Regions from separate parts of the Hordeum vulgare genome. Here regions 1 and 3 are each linked to region 2. A link is a contact called in public Hi-C data. All regions are on one chromosome and are shown on one strand. The core of a region is the stretch at or near the end of the contact, and the rest is flanking DNA. Distances in the headings are between cores, read along the strand shown. Region 1 holds the start of LOC123430256 (alpha carbonic anhydrase 1, chloroplastic-like). Region 2 holds the start of LOC123426660 (glucan endo-1,3-beta-glucosidase 14-like). Region 3 holds the start of LOC123426661.

The links. Hi-C and Micro-C count contacts between places; a contact is called where the count stands out from the background.
Region 1: a Hi-C map of seedling shows a contact between it and region 2, with 4 times the contacts expected there. The contact joins the promoter of LOC123430256 here to the promoter of LOC123426660 in region 2. A contact is called at or near these places in 2 of 6 Hi-C or Micro-C datasets (leaf and seedling).
Region 3: a contact with region 2 is called in a Hi-C map of leaf, with 3 times the contacts expected there. The contact joins the promoter of LOC123426661 here to the promoter of LOC123426660 in region 2. A contact is called at or near these places in 2 of 6 Hi-C or Micro-C datasets (leaf and seedling) and 1 of 1 datasets of contacts at active chromatin or transcription factors (embryo).

Annotation. Positions count from the first base shown.
Region 1 is chr2H:462,256,702-462,259,836 of MorexV3_pseudomolecules_assembly, forward strand. LOC123430256 (alpha carbonic anhydrase 1, chloroplastic-like) reads left to right here and starts at 1,338. Exons shown (of 7, transcript XM_045114132.1): 1 at 1,338-1,460; 2 at 1,602-1,674; 3 at 1,802-1,898; 4 at 1,991-2,199; 5 at 2,333-2,542; 6 at 2,625-2,807; 7 at 2,915-3,135. The coding sequence starts at 1,808. The coding sequence ends at 3,067.
Region 2 is chr2H:462,114,274-462,117,517 of MorexV3_pseudomolecules_assembly, forward strand. LOC123426660 (glucan endo-1,3-beta-glucosidase 14-like) reads left to right here and starts at 1,985. Exons shown (of 4, transcript XM_045110526.1): 1 at 1,985-2,315. The coding sequence starts at 2,234. It overlaps LOC123430255 (ferredoxin-1-like), which reads left to right. Exons shown (of 2, transcript XM_045114130.1): 2 at 1-424. The coding sequence ends at 239.
Region 3 is chr2H:462,296,692-462,300,075 of MorexV3_pseudomolecules_assembly, forward strand. It overlaps LOC123426661, which reads left to right and starts at 1,390. Exons shown (of 1, transcript XM_045110529.1): 1 at 1,390-3,030. The coding sequence starts at 1,581. The coding sequence ends at 2,843. LOC123426662 reads left to right here. Exons shown (of 2, transcript XM_045110530.1): 2 at 1-898. The coding sequence ends at 533.

The sequences.
Region 1 (3,135 bases), core at 88-2,587, 140 kb after region 2:
ATGTGTGCAGCTATGACGGTAAGGTCGTTGCCAATCTTGAGGATCCAGACATTTACAGCAAAAGCCTCACGGACCTTCCAGTTATTTCTCTTGGAGGCCTCGAAGATTAGAGGGGCGATGTCCTTGTGTTTCCTCCCCTGGAGCCAAGGGGAATCCCAGAAAGATGTTTTGGCACCATTTCCCAGCGAGATTGTCGTCGAGGCATAGAAGAAATCGAGGTCCTCCTCGGTACACGGGTTACCGAGACCGATACACAGTTTGTGTGGTTCCTTCCACTCATACCAGGGCCAACGAAGACGGAGAGCACGTGCAAACTTGTCAGTGTTAAGGACACCAAGGTCGCCATAATCCTTGGGGCGGCACAAAAGATCCCAGTTTACCTTGCACTTGGCTCTGGTAGTCTTGTTAGAACCTGACCAAAGAAAAGCCCTCTCAAGCTTGTTGAAGTTTTTCAGTATAGAAACAAGAACAATAAATGAAGTGATGGCAAACATCATTTAAAAGATGATGACAGATCTGATAAGGATGAACCAAGCTTCGAACTTAACGATCCGAATTGTCGAGCTCTCATTAAGCTCGCGAGCTACAAGCTTTGGGTTCAGCCCTATACGGCTATATGGAGTATCTCGTATATCCGCTGATCTATTGAGTCTGGAGGTATATAGACATTTTCTTTAGGGATGGTTATATGTTAGAGAATAGACATTGACGACCCGGAGGAAGGCACGTGCATCACATTTCTACACGTACATATGCATGTGTGACAAATCCAGGGAAAAATGACCGGGCCCGCGACACAGTGCGACAATTCAGAATAAACGGCCCTGGTGCCTTGCGCACCCGGCTTTGTCTGTCCCGCGTACATTGTTCTCACGAGGTGGTCACCGTTCTTCCCGCAAAAAAAAGAAAAAAAAAAGAGAGAGAGAGATGGTCACCGTTCAAAGAGCGCGGGAAAAACAGATGTCCTCCGGTGTATACACAACGTGGAGGACGTAGTGAGAATCATGGCCGAGCCTTAAGGGCGTGGAGGACGTGGCCCAACAATCTCTGAAGCACGACTCGTGCATGACTGCATGCATGCGCATGTACGTACGTGCCACCATTACCGCGGGGAGCACTATCCACCACCACCCCCCACGCCACCGTAACTCTCTGCATGCGATTTTCCCACACGAACCATTTCGCGGCAAAAAGGAGAAAACAAACGAAATACAAAGAGCGGTTGCAGAAGTGATGGGCCACATCACATCGTCAAGTGGCGTCGTGGCGACCTGACCTGACCTGCCTTGTGTATATATAGACGGCCCTGTGCGAAAAGACCAAGGAGAGTCGAGCTAGCCAGCGAGTAGCACCTTCACCGGCAGCGCGCGTTCTTGCTCGGGTCTCGTCTGGGAAGAAAGATTCCGGCACCGAGAGAGGTCGACGACTCGCCTTTTGGAAAGGCTTTGTGTTCTTCTGAGGTGACTGTGTGTGGCTATCGGCATCCCGCCCTACGACCTCATCTCGATCTCTCTGTCCGCATGATTACCCTCCTTTTTTACGCATGATCTTGTGATGGGTATAGCCGGGAATCGCCTCACCTTCCGTCTGTCTTTTTGCAGGACCTTGCATCTCCAGTAGATTGGGCACGTCCACTGTTCCCAGGACCAGAGCATCGCACTAGGCAAAGCAGAGGTAGGAGGAGCTCGGGCCGGCCAATGGCCATCACGGTGCCACAATTAAGCCCCATCTGTCTATACATCCGCCCCCTATTTATTTGCGCATTCTACCTGCGACCTAACTTCAAACCCACCCGTTGCAGGAGAAGATGGACGCTCGCGGCGGAGATGCATCGGCCATTGCTCTGCTGCTGCTGCTGCTGTGCGCTTGCTTTCTCACCACCCTTGCATGTGACGGCAGTACGTTAATTCTTCTTTCTAGCACCTTTGCAGTTCCGATTTTACTGTGTTTTTGATGTATGATATGCCCATCCATCCTTGATGCGTCGCAGATGGTGCGAAGTTTGGGTACAGCGGTTCTCTTGGCCCCGGGCACTGGGGGGGATTGGACCCCAACTTCACGCGCTGCGCCATGGGGACGTACCAGTCTCCGGTTGATATCAAGACCAGGGAGGTAGCTTACAACCCCATGTTGGGGCCTCTTCACAGGGACTACACCGCTGCGAATGCTACCCTCGTAGACAACATCTTCAACATCGCGGTAATTCTGCTATGAACCAGACGCTGCTTACCCCCCTTCTGCATTCCTCTTACTGCGTATGTAGTGTACATATTCAGATTTAGTATCTCATTGGTTCCACTGTGTTGTTGTCCTGTGTGATCGATCGATGCAGCTCCGATGCGAGGATGCTGCCGGGACGGTGCAGATCGACGGTGTCAAGTACAAGCTGGACAACATCCACTGGCACTCTCCTTCGGAGCACACCATCAACGGCGAGAGGTTTGCGGTGGAGCAGCACATGGTTCACTTCAGTGAGGACGGCAACATATCCGTTGTGTCGATCCTGTACCGGCTCGGCAGGCAAGACCCTTTTCTTATGCAGGTGAGTTTTGATCCTCATGACAAGTGAAACAATTAATGCCATTTGTATTTGACTGACCATTTGGTCTGTTGATGGATGGCAGCTGCAGGATAAGCTATCGGAGCTCTATGTGGAGGCCTGCAGGGCCGAGAAAGGTGCTCCCATCCCCGCCGGAGTCGTAAGCCTGTGGCCGCTGCGGAGTTACGCCAACATGTACTACCGGTACGTCGGGTCGCTGACCACGCCGCCGTGCACCGAGAACATCATCTGGAACATCCTCGGCAGGGTACGTCTGTCTCTCGCCTCCACAAAAGTTACTGCTGTGCTGAATCGCAGCGAGTGCTCTGACTTTCATTGCATGTCTGAACCCGAGGGAAACCTGCTGTGCTGCAGGTGAGGGAGATGACGATGGAGCAGGCCGCCGCCCTGATCGCGCCCCTGGAGGAAGGCTACAGGCGCAACAACAGGCCGACGCAGCCGCTCAACGGCCGCACCGTGCAGTTCTATGGCAGGTTCTGGAAGAAGAAGAGGAACGGGACGCCGTAAGCATGGTGGATGATGATGTCTGGAGACGATGATGATTTTGCAGTGTCTCGTCTTTGCTCTCGGTTCGG
Region 2 (3,244 bases), core at 735-3,234:
TGCCGGAGGACAGCTACATCCTGGACGCGGCCGAGGAGGCCGGCGTGGAGCTGCCCTACTCGTGCCGCGCCGGCGCGTGCTCCACCTGCGCCGGCAAGGTCCTGGAGGGCGGCGTGGACCAGTCGGACCAGTCGTTCCTCGACGACGCGCAGGTCGGCGCCGGCTACGCGCTCACCTGCGTCGCTTACCCCACCTCCGACCTCGTCATCGAGACGCACAAGGAGTCCGACCTATACTAGCAGCAGCAGCAGCAGCAAAGTCAATTCGCCTGGCTAGCAGCACTAGTTTCGTTCGATCTTTGACGATGCTGTGATGTGTGATCCGATCTGCCTGGCTGCATATGTAGCTGTCGCTGAATCCTAGCTAAATTTTATTCTCTCTTCATCGCCGTCTACCTTAACCTGAGCAAGTGCATTTATTTTTTTGTCCTTGTCTCTACGTTCTCATGTGCATGTCTCGGAATCTGTCGAGCCCATCTCGACGTCGACGGCCGTGGGTGTTGCCGTGGCGCGTCAATCGGTTTCAGGTTCGCCGCCGCTCTCGCCCCGTCCATGAACAAAAACGGATGAATATCCCCCAGAGCGTTGTGCCGCGCGCATTGCATTCTTTTTGTTACCGCGGCAGCAACATCCCATTATCTCGATGCTTTGGTGCACAAAGGGGTGTCGCTTGACTCGGGGGTAAAGTAAGTATACATACGTAACATAGCACCACCGCCACCAAGACATGGATCTCTTTTTTGCAACTCAGGAAGACATATGGATCTCGACAGCGCGAGGAGATGCCCAAGAGATGGGGTTTTGCGCTTTTTCCAAACTCCGAATTTGATGCGATCTTTGCCGGTATATGTTGGTTGGTCTGGTGTATAAAAATTCAAAAGACCTTTCGCAAATTGGTGCGAGGAAAAGAGGTGGTGCGTTAGGGTCGGCGTGTCCAGAACTGATTCGCGCGTACCCGTACTGGATATCCCATCGGCGTTAGGTGCGGCAGCGGCACTGTGGCCGAGCAAGCGACTGGGTGTCTGGCTGTCCCAGGGTCATGGGGGAGCGGCAGCGCAGACAAAAGTTGAGGAAACAAAAGACGACGAAGTGAACTGGCTCAAGGACGATTTGTAGCGTAAAGATGCCGAAACAAAGGCGGCAAATGGAAGGAAAAAGGAATCGCCGATCACGATGTTGCTCTTGCTCGCATGCCATGCATGTTAGCGTATCGAATTATTGTTGTCCCGAAGGAATCATAGGATCCTGGGTCGTGGGTCTGAGCTAATGCGCCGAATTGCACAGCCTCGCGCGGCGCCTGTGGGCCGTCGTGTTAACGGAAACAAGATTGGAGGTTCTGCTGAAGGAATCGCTACGACTGTGTGTGGCAATGTCGCAGGTGGCCCGTGACCGGAATGCGGCGAGGCACACGGCGGGCGGGCGGGCCCGGTCCACGTGCCGCCGAGTCGGAGCGGCGTCACGCGCAGCGGTGTCGCGCGCACCCAGCCGGATCGCGTCGACGGCCACCGCCCCCATCACCGCGCACCGACGCATTCCCGTGGTCCAACCTCCGTCGACTAAACCAACCAGCCTTGCTTCCCGTTTGGGAGAAACCGTCCATCCTCGGGCGTCCAGTACAAAATGCATGCATGTACTCCTTTGTGTGTGGCCTTCAACCTGCAGCGTGGTTCGTGCCGCGGGCGTCTTCTATTTTCGTCCGAGGAAGCTCCCATCTCACCAGCCGGAGAGGCACGGAATGACGGGGGAGGAATGCGGGTACCAACTCAACTAACCTGAGGGCGCACGCGTCGGATCCCGTCCCGAACATGGAATGGTCGGCGCGGCGGAGATGCCTGCAGCTGCAGGTCGACACGCGTCGACGGCGCACATGCACATGGACCGGCCGACCCACGCGCGCACTCGTTTCCGTTTCAAGCCCTTCCCGCCGGGCTCTGCCTCCCTCCTCGCGCCTTCCTGCATACTACAAAACCCCAGGCAAGCACACGCGACGCGGCCTAGCAAACGGCTGTAACTGTCGTCGCTCGTCACCGTGCCCGCCCCTTGATAAATATCCTCAAACACCACCCCAAGCCCAAAAAAACGCAGGGCAGCCAGCGGCAGGCACACTCCGTCCACACAACACACGCGAGCGAGCGAGCGAGCGTCCCAAGGTCAAGCATTCCCCCGGGCCCGGTGCCTGGCCAGAATTGGAGCTTGAAACTAGGCAGCGTCCACGCTCGTCCGGTAATCCGGCCATGGCCGTGGCGGAGCCGTCGAGAACAGGGTCGCCGCCTCGCTTCCTCCTCCTCGTCTTCGTCCTCCTTCTCACGGCCACAGGTGAGCGCCGTGCAACTTTGTGACTATCCGCGCGTATTATTCACACTCCGCTGTTGCACATCCAGGACGTCTGTCAGTACAGACTACAACAGAGGGTTTTGAGGGGCATTAGTATTACTGAGGGCTGAATTAGAGATTGTATGAACTCGGGTACATGATCATCGCATGAAGCTCCAAAGGGCCTTAGAATCGATTGGTGGCTGACCGACCCCGTAGAGCTTAACAGGTTTTGATTTGGGCTCACACTCAAAGAACACGATCGTTTATTCTCCTCGTAAATGCCTTGCACGCCATTGTTGCTGCACTGTAGTGTTTGCCTGTGCTTTCTGAATTTCCATTGTCATCTGTCAAACTTATTACACCACATCATTTTTTTTTTTGCGGAAGATTATATTACACCACATCATTGACCATGGAGTGAGGCGGTCTTTTCATTTATTGTTTTCCTCTGGACAGAGTTTCTGCCTGGTCGATATCTGATACGTTAATCTTATTTTAATTCATCTCCGAAGGCAATCTTTGCTCTCTTGTTTAGTCCCACAAAGTTTTCTCAAGCTCCCCAATGTAAAATTCAATCTTGGCTTGGTCAATGTAAAAAGTTTTTTTTGTGTGTGTGCGCATCTAGGCTACCTGATTACCCTTAAGTAACAGCATGAGCATGACATGACGATCTAGCTATTGATAGTGGTTGTTAGGTGTACTTGCGGAGATTATCTTATCTCGACTACGTTTTAAACGAATATCCTAGCGAGGGCTCACATGGTCCCTCAAGGTGCTCCATGGCGTAAGGAAGGCTGCCCACTATACCACTAGCAGCATCTCCCAAATCCCAATACCAAATCCGAGCCATTCCGGCATTATTTTTCCTTTGCCTTTCTTCCCGAATTGACGTGGATCCGATCTGGTGCTGAGCTGCGATGACTTTCCCC
Region 3 (3,384 bases), core at 140-2,639, 180 kb after region 2:
CCAAGGGCAGCTCCAACCCCAAGACCGCTGCGGAAGAGGCTACGCGCAACAAGGGCGGGTCGAGGGCGCCGAGGAGGCTGGAGGCAATCGTCGTCGGCGTTCTGCCTGCCGGGAAGATGGTCGTCCAGCATCGGCGCTCCCCCGTTGTCGGCCGCCGCTTCGCAGGGGCCAGGGTCTTCGCGAGCGAGGCCGTGGGCACGGAGCCTGCGTCCCCGAAGGTGTCGTGCTTTGGGGCCGTGCGGTCCGAGATCCGCGCGGCGGCCCCTGCACCTGCGCCTGCGCCGCGCGGGGAGGAGGAGCGGGTCGAGGAGCGGAGCGGGTGCTGGGCGAGCGTCACCTCCGCGCTTCGTGGCTTGTTATGCGGCTCTGGCTCGGACAATCGTCCGGAAGGTGAACCGAAGGCCGCGGTGTCGGAGTCGCCGGCGGTGGCCGCTCCAGTCCTGTCGCCCCCGCGGCCGGTTCTGGGTCTTGGAGACGTGAAGCAAATTGCTTCGCGGCGGTGGCCGGATGGAGATGGCCGGTGCTTGGTTTGAATCTCTTGCGTGCTTCAGGAACGAGAAGCACGGGAACAGTTGTGTACACATCTTCACTTGTACACAGTCTTGCGTGCTTTGGTAGGCACGGGAACAGCTGTACGTTCACCGTCGCCGAGGCAGCAACCAGCAGCAGTCCTGTACGGTAGTACTAGTACTTGCGTGCTTGCGCCCGTGCTAACAAAACCAGCCTTTAATCTTCTCTCGTGCAATGCGTATGTCGTCTCTTTCTTTTGTACTGTACTCCAGCTAGCTACGCCTTCCATGTACAATTGTGAGAAATCGGTGTTTGACTTTTGTAGGTAGTTTCAGTTCACTCCAGCATATGCTCCCGAAAGCCGAAATGCATTTCCGGTTTCAGTTCACTCTTTTTTAAGGGGGCAATCTCACCACTCATTCACTAGTGGACGAAAAACAATATAGCTAGTGTATGACACTATAGTTGTAAAAGAAAGTTATCACACCCGGAAGAAAAAGGTACTACGAATGGTCAAAAGACGAACGTGACTGAAACGATGAAATAAATGCGCTTTTTGAAAAGAAGAAAAACTGAAAAATACAACTGAAAACTCTCAGACTTTATGGGCTCCCACACGAGATGAAATGAAATGGGAAACCAACCCAGTGATGAGGCAGGAGAGACCAGCCCAAGAAGGAGAGTGCGCGACTCAACGGATAGATACATGCTGACACGGGCCGCGCCACTTTTTTTCGGTTTGCGGACCCTCCTCTTCCCTTCTCTTCCTGGCGCGGGCACCAACCGTCTCCCCCTTCCCCGATTCGACCGTTGGAACGAGAGCACCGCACCGCACCGCACCGCACGAGGAAAGTAGTAAAAAGAAAAACTAAATCTGCAGCAACTGCACACACACACACACACACTTCACGACCGTTGCGCCACTACACCCTTCAAACACCACAAAGACTCCACGATCCTCTCTCTCTCTCTCGCCCACTGGTCAACAAAGCCAAAGAAGGAACGCCGTTAGAAAGAAGAGCGAGGAGTGCTTCTCCGTCGCCGTCGCCGTCGCCGTCGCCGCCGCGCCAATGGGGTGCATCTCGTCGAAGCTCCTCCCGCCCGGGCCAGGAGGCCGCAACGGCGCCGAGCGCGCCACCGTGCGAGGCCGCGTGGACCACGTCGTCTCCCTCACCTCCACCACCTACGGCGTCCTCGACCTGCAGATCAAGCACGGCGCCGCAGCTGGGGCCAAGGAGCTGCCGTTGCCGCAGGAGCAGGAGAAGCCGATAAGCCGGGAGTGGAAGCGCGCGCCCGCCAAGCGACCGCCGCCCCTCGTCGTCCCAGGCGCCAAGAAGCCGGCTCCGGCGCTCAAGCCGGAGTCCGGCATGGAGGTGATCAACGCGTGGGAGATCATGGCCGGGCTGGAGGACGCCGATTCGCCTGCCAAGAAGCCGGCCAAGCCCGGCCGCTGGTCTCCGGCCAGGGTCCTCGCCATGGCTCTGTCGTCGCCGAAGAGGTCTTCGGCGAAGCGGAGGAACACGCCGGGGAAGGAGAACAGCCCGCTGCAGCGTTGCTCCGGCAACAGCAAGCCCAGCGACGTCGCCGACGAGGACAGAATCCTCCGCCCGTACAACTCCATCGATAACTCCAAGCTGTCCAGGGCGTCCAAGAGATTCTCCCCGGGAAGCGCCCGGGTCGCCCGAAAGCCCACCGGGGCCGAGACCGGCGGCATGTCGTCGTCGCGCCGGAGCCTGAGCCCGCTGTTCGACCCGGAGCTCCTCGCGTCCATCGAGCGGGAGCTGTCGGAGGAAGGCGCGCACATCAAGCGGGTGATTGGGTCCGAGAAGCCCAAGCAGCCGAAGGTGATTCCGGCGATCGTGGCGGAGGGCAAGTGCCCGCCCGGCGGCGCGGACGCGGTCGTGCTCTACACCACCACCCTCCGCGGCATCCGCAGGACGTTCGAGGAGTGCAACGCGGTGCGCGCCGCGATCGAGGCCCACGACGTGAAGGTCATCGAGCGGGACGTGTCCATGGACTCGGGCTACCGGGAGGAGCTGCGGCTGCTGCTGGGCGGGCGGGAGCTGCGCGTGCCCGCGGTGTTCGTCCGGGGCAAGCACGTCGGCGGCGCCGCCGAGGTGACGAGGATGGAGGAGGAGGGCAAGCTCAAGGCCCTGCTCCAGGGGCTGCCGCGGGCGCGAGTCTGGTGCGCGGGCTGCGCCGGCGTCAGGTTCGTCATGTGCAGGGACTGCAACGGCAGCCGCAAGGTGCGCGTCGACGGCGAGCCGAAGGAGACGGTCCAGTGCGGCGAGTGCAACGAGAACGGCCTCGTCCGGTGCCCCATTTGCTCGTGATGAGGCGGCAGCTGTGGATTGGATTGGATTGTGACACTGGGTTGATTTGCTTGTCTACCCGTCTGGTGTTTGAGCTGTGATTTTGCATTGTGTTTGTTGCGCTCTGCAACCTGCTAATTAAGCACCTGTAATGCGTACCCGTTCATATTGATTCGTATCTAATTAAATTGCTTTTCATTCTTTCCTATTGAAGCTGCTTTCAGATGGCTTTTTTTTCTTCTTCTCAAGAAAAGACATCCAAATAACGTCTTAGATCTGATCATCATAACGCCCGTCTGGATGTATGCATCCCATGAACTTCACGTAGGAATGGTTGTTGATGTTGAATGAAATGAATGACACTTGATGGATATTATGTATGTGCGCTATTGTAATCTGTTCTGGTTTGTGTGAGACTTGGCAGTGTTGTTCTAAAAGGAAAAAAGTCTGTTTTCAACTTTAAACTTATAGAAGTTTGGCAAAATAAACCCTTAAATCAAAATTCCGACCGATTGCACTCTGAACTATGCAATCTCGGTCATTTGGCAAACGTGGATCGTCA